2 separate regions of the Gossypium raimondii genome follow, and region 2 is linked to region 1. The links are chromatin contacts, called in public Hi-C maps. All regions are on one chromosome and are shown on one strand. The core of a region is the stretch at or near the end of the contact, and the rest is flanking DNA. Distances in the headings are between cores, read along the strand shown.

Region 1 (4,225 bases), core at 1,047-3,546:
GTCATTTACCATAAGGGTGGGCAGCACATTGGAAGAATCCCATAAGAGCATATGCAGCCCACCACAACGAGTCCTAGTGGTACTCGAGGTTTTCTATTAAAATATTGTTTTTACCTCTTTTCATGTTCTAGTAGAACTCTTATGATTTTTTCTTATATGTAAGGATTATAGGATAGTCGAAAATATAGAACAATAATAAGTGGATACTTTGCCAAATTTTAGTTAAATTTTATTTGAGTTCAAATAAATTCTACTTTTCGTAAGTACTCAAGTTTCAGATTTGTGAGATTATAATTGCAACTTCCTTGTCAGTTATAATTCAAATTTGTGATTACAAATTTTTGATATTGGTTTTCCATAGAGAAAGTTAACTTTCCCCTAAGAAAGTTTCAATTTTTGTTTTATGTTCAATTCTTAATAAGAATCCACTTTCTTAGCAATTGAAGGTTCGAGAATAGTGGAGAATATCATTCAATTGAAAGCCAGAAAGATTTAAATGCTAGATCCAGGATTCAGTGAGACTCTTTAGCTGGAAAACACAAGGACTAAATTTGGTGGGATTTATTACTATAGATATCACAACCAAATATCCAGTTTTATGAAAAAAATTCAAGTTTTGTTGCACAATAACCGATTTTTCCAATAGTGCAATGTGGTCCCTAGTTGTTTGTTTTTCCTAAAAGCATTTTTGGGTAATTTCTTATTAGATCACTAAAGTAGAGTAGAGAAGTTCTCTCAACCTCAGTGTCTCTTTAGGAATTATATCAACATAGTAGTCAACTAGAATTAATACATGAGCACAAATTACAGAATTAAATCGTTGTCTTATTCTTAAACTAAGTTTTAATCCTATTTGATCTCCCATCCGCATAAATAATTTTGCTCATTTTAAATTCGAAAACAACATAAAAGGTATTAAAAAGAGGTATGACAACTAAAGTATTACATACAATTAAGACAACTACATAATAAAGAATCTCCAAAAGAGTTATTGCAATTTACAAGAAAATTAAAAGTTTAAAGTGAAAACAAAGAAAAACTATTAAACCAAACTCTCCAACCTAAGAAAACGTAATCAAAAGTTTTACGGTAGCCTTAGGAATCCAACATGCTTCTACTATTTACAAGCCTTTTCTAAGGCAAAATCTCAAGCTAGAGCAGACAAGACCAAAAGCCCAATTAATTTAATAAATCTCGCAAATTTGAAACTCGAGTACTGACGGAAAGTAGAATATATTCATACTTTTTGTGTTTATGTAAAGTGAATTATTTGCAGGTAGATTCATACTTTTTGCATTTTCCAGCTTTTTCCACCTATAAGAAGTCCTTGAAAAGGCTTTTTAACTCAAGAACACAAAAAACATTAAGAACAACTTAAAACTAATTTTTTTCAATAACTAATGGTAAAATGGACCTATTTATACAAAACTAACTAAAAACTAATTAAGAACAATGCAAATGTGAGGGAATTAAGACTTAAAATATATAAGCATTTGCTCATCATATCCCTACACTCACATTTTTTCTTGTATCGATGGGACTCTATAGGTGGCTTGTATACTCCTTAACTCCTATTGGTTTTTGAGGGTCGAAACCTTTGAGTAAATTGGGGGAAAGATTACGAAGGCCTTAAGGACCAGTGTGTCAAGTACCAAGGTGATCATAAAGGGAGCCTGAGTGGGGCATTCGAACTTTTTGGAGGAAAAGATCGTTGCTACTTGGGGCATCTTATGATGACGAGTTTATGAAATGCGAGGGGCAATCATGGATGTGCCACATGAACTCCTCAAACTCCTTTTAGGGAGCTATAACTACAAGGTTAATAAAAATAAAGAAACCATAAACATTTTGAGGGATCGACGTGCTAGGCACTGATGGGTTATATAAGGACCCTAAAGAGATTATGGACTCTTTAAACCGTTCAGGGTTGAAGGAATTTAAATACTCTTGTATGTGATTTCAAGATAAAGGGAAACTTTAGGTGATAATAGAAGCTTGCAAGATCTAAGCGCGAGGTTAGGTATTGACCTTGGGACGAAAAAGGCTTAATTTCAAATTTTTGAAAAAAATATATTTAAAGTTTTTGTTGACAGTCAAAAGACTAAGGTTCAAACTCTATTGCTGTATTTCCTCCCTCAATTTGTAATATGTAGAATACATTCGGATTTGAATCAAAATAAATTTGGACAACTAGAATATATTTAGAAACAGTTTATGTAAGGTGAAAATCAAACCTATTAAAATATCACAAGTTTAACACTAAAAAGGTTTCCATAGGTCCATATAGATGGGCGGGCAAATGGCCCATTGGAATTAGTCATAGCAAAATATTAATTCAGAAACCAGAGTTTGGTTCTGCAGAAAGTTCCGAGGAGAAAAGAAATGGCAGGAAGATTGAGCAACGTAGCGTCGCGTATAATGGGCGGAACTGGCGTCGTATCGCGCTCCATCGCCTCTTCTTTTCGACTTCGTTCCGGTATAGGTCTCCCTGTCGGCAAACATATCGTTCCCGACAAGCCCGTAAGCTCAATCACTTCATAATTCTTCAGATCTATTCAGTGATAATCATTAAAAAGACTAACCCAAAACCTTACAATTTTACTCCTGCTGGACCCTTTCAGCTTCCTGTAAATGACGAGCTAATTTGGGACAATGGAACTGCATTTCCAGAACCTTGTATTGATCGAATCGCTGATACTGTCGGAAAGGTAAGTAAGTTCTCTATTTAAATGTTCACTTGTGTTTTATGGTTGTGGGATTTTGGATTATTTGAAGAAACTGACTCTTTTTTTTTTCTCTGTTCTTGTTCCTATGTTTCATTTTTCTGGGAGTAGTACGAGGCATTAGCTTGGATGTGTGGAGGCTTGAGCTTCTTTGCATCGTTGGGTTTTTTGGCTTGGTGGAATGATAAGGCCTCCAAGATTCCATTCGTGAGTTCAAATCTCTGACTTTATTAGTTGAGTTTGCCTTAGTTCAATTCAATTTTCTTTATGCTGCATTTGGGAATATGAAATTGAAAATCTTGGATTTGGATTTCATTTGCTATATAAATTGTGAGAATGAATTGTATATATTATGAATAAATTAGATGAATTTCAATATAATGCGTTTTTGGAAAGTATAAAAATCATGAATTTGTCAAATTCCTTGGGAATTTCAAATTCACTACTAGGCATCCAACAAATCCACGGATTTGAGAAATAATCATGAGCAATATATTTGTATGTGTATTATCACTCAATTTGCACTATTCTCGAAATTCAAATCCAAAGTTTGAAATCCAAGACCCCAAATGCTACCTTATAGTTTTTTTAACGTATTCATGTAATATTAATATTTGTAGCTTAGTGGTGTTTTGGATATGTTTCAAATTGGGAAAATAGGAATGTAGGATAGTGATCGAATCAAATGGTACCATAATGTCACTCATGTTTTATGCTGAGAAATTTTGAACTTCAAGCTCGAGTGAGTCATAATCCCAGAATAGGGGGATATGTGAACTAGCTGCTTTAAGATGGAAGATATTTCATCCTAGAGGACTCTAGCCTGTTTTCTCAACAATGATTATGGTTGAGAGGATGAATTTTGCAAAGGTTCACGATAGAAAGCCCTTGTCTTTGGTTTTCCCCTGCTTTATTCTCTGATGAACTCAGAAATGTTTTCAGAAATGCATTTCCCCTGTTAGATGTGTTGAATTGTTGAGGAAAGCCCTTCTATTAGGGGCTAGTTTGGCCTTCTGCCTCATTGTTCTGCCTGCTGGAGTTTGAAATCCGTCTCATGCTCAGCTAGCAACTTTGACAATATATTTTGGGATTTGCAAGAAGCCTTTTTAGGGTATATCTTTTGACAATACGCTAGCACTGCCATGTCAATTGCATAGATAATTAAAGTTATTTTGTTTTTGATAGGTATAATTGAAGTTCTTGAGAGTTCACATTAGATATTTTATGGTAAATCAATGGAAACCACTGTTTACTCGTGCTATTTAAACAATGATGTTTCTGCTAGGTAAGTGGAAGTCTTCTGCTTGCTTTGGGTTTAGTGATGTCTATTTTAGAAGATTCCTTATCCTTTTTATTTTGTATGGCTTTGAATTCCTTTCTTTAATGGTACATCCATCAACATTTCATGTTGTGTGTCATTAGCAGCCCAAAAAGTAGCTAGAGAGAAGTAACCTACATGTCATTAATTTGGTGTAATTTTTTGTTGCTTGCAAGAGTTTAGT
Region 2 (4,195 bases), core at 1,204-3,703, 350 kb after region 1:
CTAGCAAACTCAAGACCCAAATATTTTAATCTTTACTCATTCTCATTGCCTAAAATCATTTCCAATCATATAATTACTCATCTAAGAATAATTCTCAACCTTCAAACCACACAAAACAGCTTAGATTCATGTTCCGAAAATCCAACATACATGTCCCTTTTTAACGAAAACTCAACAAAACCTTCGAATTCTTTAACGAAACTTTTAAGGGAGTTTAAAAATTTTCTAATCACATCAAAACAAGTTGAAAAATAATTTGAAATAGTAATTTCATTCAAAATCTCGAATTTCACCACTAACATCCCAAATTTTGACTTCTACTCAAACCCTTTGATTCAATGGCTTAAAACTCAATTTAAATGGCTAGATTACATCAAAAACTATTAGGAAATCGAAACGTCACCCTGATTAAGGGAAAAATAAAATGATTGGTGTAAATCTAAGGAAACCCACAAGTTAAGCCATAGCAAAATTAATGGTTCCTTGATGCTCTTTTTGAAATTCTAGGGAAGTTTAATGTTTGGGAGATGATGGAAACCAAAAGGATGGAAGTAATGGAGATCAAAATTGAAGAATGAAGTTTTGGGGTTGTTCTCTCTAATGGACGACACAAAGAAAAAGGTGAAGGGGTGTTTCTCATCTTCTTTTTTTCACGTCAAAAATAGGGTGAGAGGGGAAAATATGAGTTGATTTTAAAACTTGGTATAATTTCTTTAAAGCTACTCCTAAATTAAGCTATTTTATAAAATAGTTCTCTTTTTAAAATTTAAAGCCTATTTCACACTATTTTTATAAATTAGTTTAAATTTTCTAAAGCCATAGACGAAGATATTTTCGGGTTACCACATTCTGAATTTCCGAACTCATTTCATGCTTTAATTCTAAAATTACCCTTGAAACTTCTATACCCAATTTCGAGATGTGACAACTGCCTCATCCAGAGTTTTCCTCAACTTTCCCTTCTTTGGAGTAACTAGGGAGGATGATACAAAAGAGAAGAAAATAAAACAGAGATGAAAAGAATTCAGCCTGCAGAATAATCCTCATCATACATATATATATCCTTCCCACACAGTCACCAAAACCCCTAATAACCATCCATTGATAATCATTATGTCTCTCACTAAGAAATTAGTTGATTCCAATTTAACTAAACTAGAATTAAGGTCCAACTAATTATCATTTAGTCACTAAAGTTTTCAGATTTTCCAGCAGAGTCCGCCAAACTTACTATCTCTTTCAGTTAACTCTCAAATCTTCCTTAATTTTCGGACATTAATGAAAATCGGTTGTGACATCAAAATATTTATAATTTCAATAGTATTAATATACTTCCTCTATAACCTAATTTGTACAACTTTCTTGATGGACTTTAAAACCTCAAATTTTTGTAATCCGACTCCTTTTAAAATGCCTTCATTCCCTCTTTCTCCATATGAGATAAATGAATGCATTTCATGCTAATTTTAAAATAAAAGTAAGCAAAAATTTCCTCTTGAGACGAAAAACTACCTACTAAACCTCTTGACTCCAAATCATATTTTCTCTATGAATATGACCTAGATTAATAGTAGGTTTGGATGGACAGTATGTTTATCTGCGGTTAGTGTAAAAATAATGATAGTGTGAGATTAGATACTATAACAGTACTATAGCGTGAGACAAAAAGTAAACTAAACAGATCACACCGACCCCATTACACATCCAAACCTACCCTAAGAACACTTTTTCATACATTCTTCATATATATTCACATCCAAAGAACAAATAATCTCTACTTTCAACTTCCCTTCTAAAAAACTACAAAAACTATCAATGTGAACTCCTCTAATACCAATTCTCTGCTTACTTGGTAATTTTATCAAAGAGTGATCCAAGCCATCAATGAAAGCTTAATAGTGAAAATACTTTCTATATCAAGAGAAAAAGGAGCGGGTGAATTCTGGGACAGTAAGGACTTGTTTTCTCTTGATTCACCCATATGTTTTCTCCTTATTACAGCAAAGGGGTCACAGACTGTTTACGCGAAAAAAGTAATTATTGACCTTTTTCGTTGATTTGGGCGCCCCTGAATTTACCTCTCCACGTTGCAGCATGAGTAAAAAGTCCATCATAGAGTTGTGCCACACTGCCACTGCCAGGCACTAGTAGCAGGCGATTTCATTTCTTTTCATCAGTATTTACTATTGGTAAAAAAAATGGTTAACTGAGTAAACTTTTACAATGGGAGAGTGTTCCGAAAGGTCGAGAAATGGAGGAGTTTGTAAATCATCACTTACCCTTGTTTTTGAGCATGGAAGTAGTAATGTTTTATTTTTTTACTTAAGCGTAATATAGGCCTTCTTTTGAGCATGGAAGTAGTAATGTTTTTATTTTTTTTACTTAAGGGTAATATAGGCCTTCTAATATAAGGCAAAGACAATACTGTAGGGTCGGGGTCGCATTGAACCAGGAATATATAAAGAAGAGAGGGGAAGGTTTGTTCATGGATGCATAGAGTAGAAAGGCTACAAATTTTAGAGAATATGGAAAAATATATTCAGAGAGATGCATAGAGTAAAAATGAAAAATCTTTTAGAGAATTTGAAAAAGAATATATTGAGAGAGAGAGAGTAATGGTGGAAAGCAAGACACAAGGGTAGAACTTAGAAGAGAATAATACAAAAGGAAAAAGAAATTTGAGACTACATAGCTGCAAATAGTAAACAAGCCCAGAGAGAGGAGCTTTTTAGAACTAAAAACTGAACAAATGTATTTAGAGAGGAGAGAGATGGAACTAAAAACTAAAAACTCAAAAAAATGGAACGGTTGCAAGGTTGAGTATGGGGGATAAGGAGGAGGATGTAGCTAAAACAAAAGAGAAAGAATAGGGTGAAACCCATATGTTTTGGTGAAATGGGCGTTGGGAGATAAATTTCATGGCATGCCAAGAAAGATGGGGAGGGGGGGGGGGGTTTGATAAATCTTGAAGGAAGCCGTACATTTAATTTATTTCTCTTGCTTTTGTAGGAAAAAGAAATCGTTTTTCTTCAATCTCTGATCCTCCAAACTAGCTTATTTTGTCTTTTCGTTTCTATAAAATACATATGCAGTTTCAATTACAGGTTAATGGGGCGGTAGAACTCCCGGGTTTTGGTTCGATTTGTCAACAAGACAAGTGGATAAAGCAACAAGAAGGTGTTGCAAACGGCTTCTACTACAACAACGAACAAGAACCAACTTCTGTTCTTCATATGAGAAGAAGCCAAAGCCCACCCACATCAGCATCCACTCTCGCATCGTCTTTCAACGGTGGAGCCGGTGGAGGTAATTCCACCGAAAACACCACCAACACGGAGGCCACCATAGCACCGCCTAACGACAAAGAAGAATGGGCCACGGAGCTTCGGCAGATCCCGAGTGAAATAGACCTTGTTCCAGAGCATGAAGGTACTCAAAGATGCAACATCGGATTGGGAGATTGGGAGACTCTGCTGTCTGAATCAGCCGTTTCACCTAGTCAAGACCACTCGCTTCTGCGTTGGATTGCTGGTGACGCAGATGACCATTCCTTTGGCATCAAACAGCTGCTCCAGAGTGGGAGTACTGGTCCTAATCAGGGTCATGATTTTGAAGGCAATGCAGGGTCGTGGGTTGTTGACCCATGTCCAGGGTTTGACCCAATTGGTAGCCTTGCTACTTCCGGTAATGTGTTATCAAGCGCTGCTCCTATTTTGGGTGGTTTTCCTGATTCTGGGTTTGTGCCAAATCCCAACAATAATGAGAATGGGAAGGTTGGTGTAGCGACGCCAAGTTGTTCTTCAGTTGAGGGGGTTAATAATCACGAAGTTCTTGGTGCTACTGTTGGGTTGGATATTAATATTCAAGATATAATGTCTACTTCTCCAGCTAACAATATTGGTCTTCCTGTTACTTTGCCTACGCTTTATCAACTGCAGCAGCAGGACCTTGAGAAGCCTCAGATTTTGATGGGCCAGCAACGGCATCAACAGCGTCCTCAAAATCCAAACTTTTCCTTTCCATTACCTCGAGAACAGGACCTCCTTGAGCCCTTGCCAAAGCGTCTCAATGCGGGTAACTTGGAATTTTCTTCTCAGATCCCAAAACTCGCCGGGCATGAGTTGTTTACCAGAAAGCAGCTGCAACAGCATATGGTGGCAGAAGAGGAAGTGTTGGAGCTGCTTCACAAGGCTGC

What was found. Hi-C and Micro-C count contacts between places; a contact is called where the count stands out from the background.
Region 2: a contact with region 1 is called in a Hi-C map of leaf, with 3 times the contacts expected there. The contact joins the promoter of LOC105792096 here to the promoter of LOC105792089 in region 1. A contact is called at or near these places in 2 of 2 Hi-C or Micro-C datasets (both in leaf).

Annotation. Positions count from the first base shown.
Region 1 is chr8:52,629,617-52,633,841 of ASM2569854v1, forward strand. LOC105792089 (NADH dehydrogenase [ubiquinone] 1 beta subcomplex subunit 8, mitochondrial) reads left to right here and starts at 2,297. Exons shown (of 4, transcript XM_012620488.2): 1 at 2,297-2,520; 2 at 2,622-2,708; 3 at 2,835-2,930. The coding sequence starts at 2,383.
Region 2 is chr8:52,977,342-52,981,536 of ASM2569854v1, forward strand. It overlaps LOC105792096 (GRAS family protein RAM1), which reads left to right and starts at 2,454. Exons shown (of 1, transcript XM_012620497.2): 1 at 2,454-4,195. The coding sequence starts at 3,087.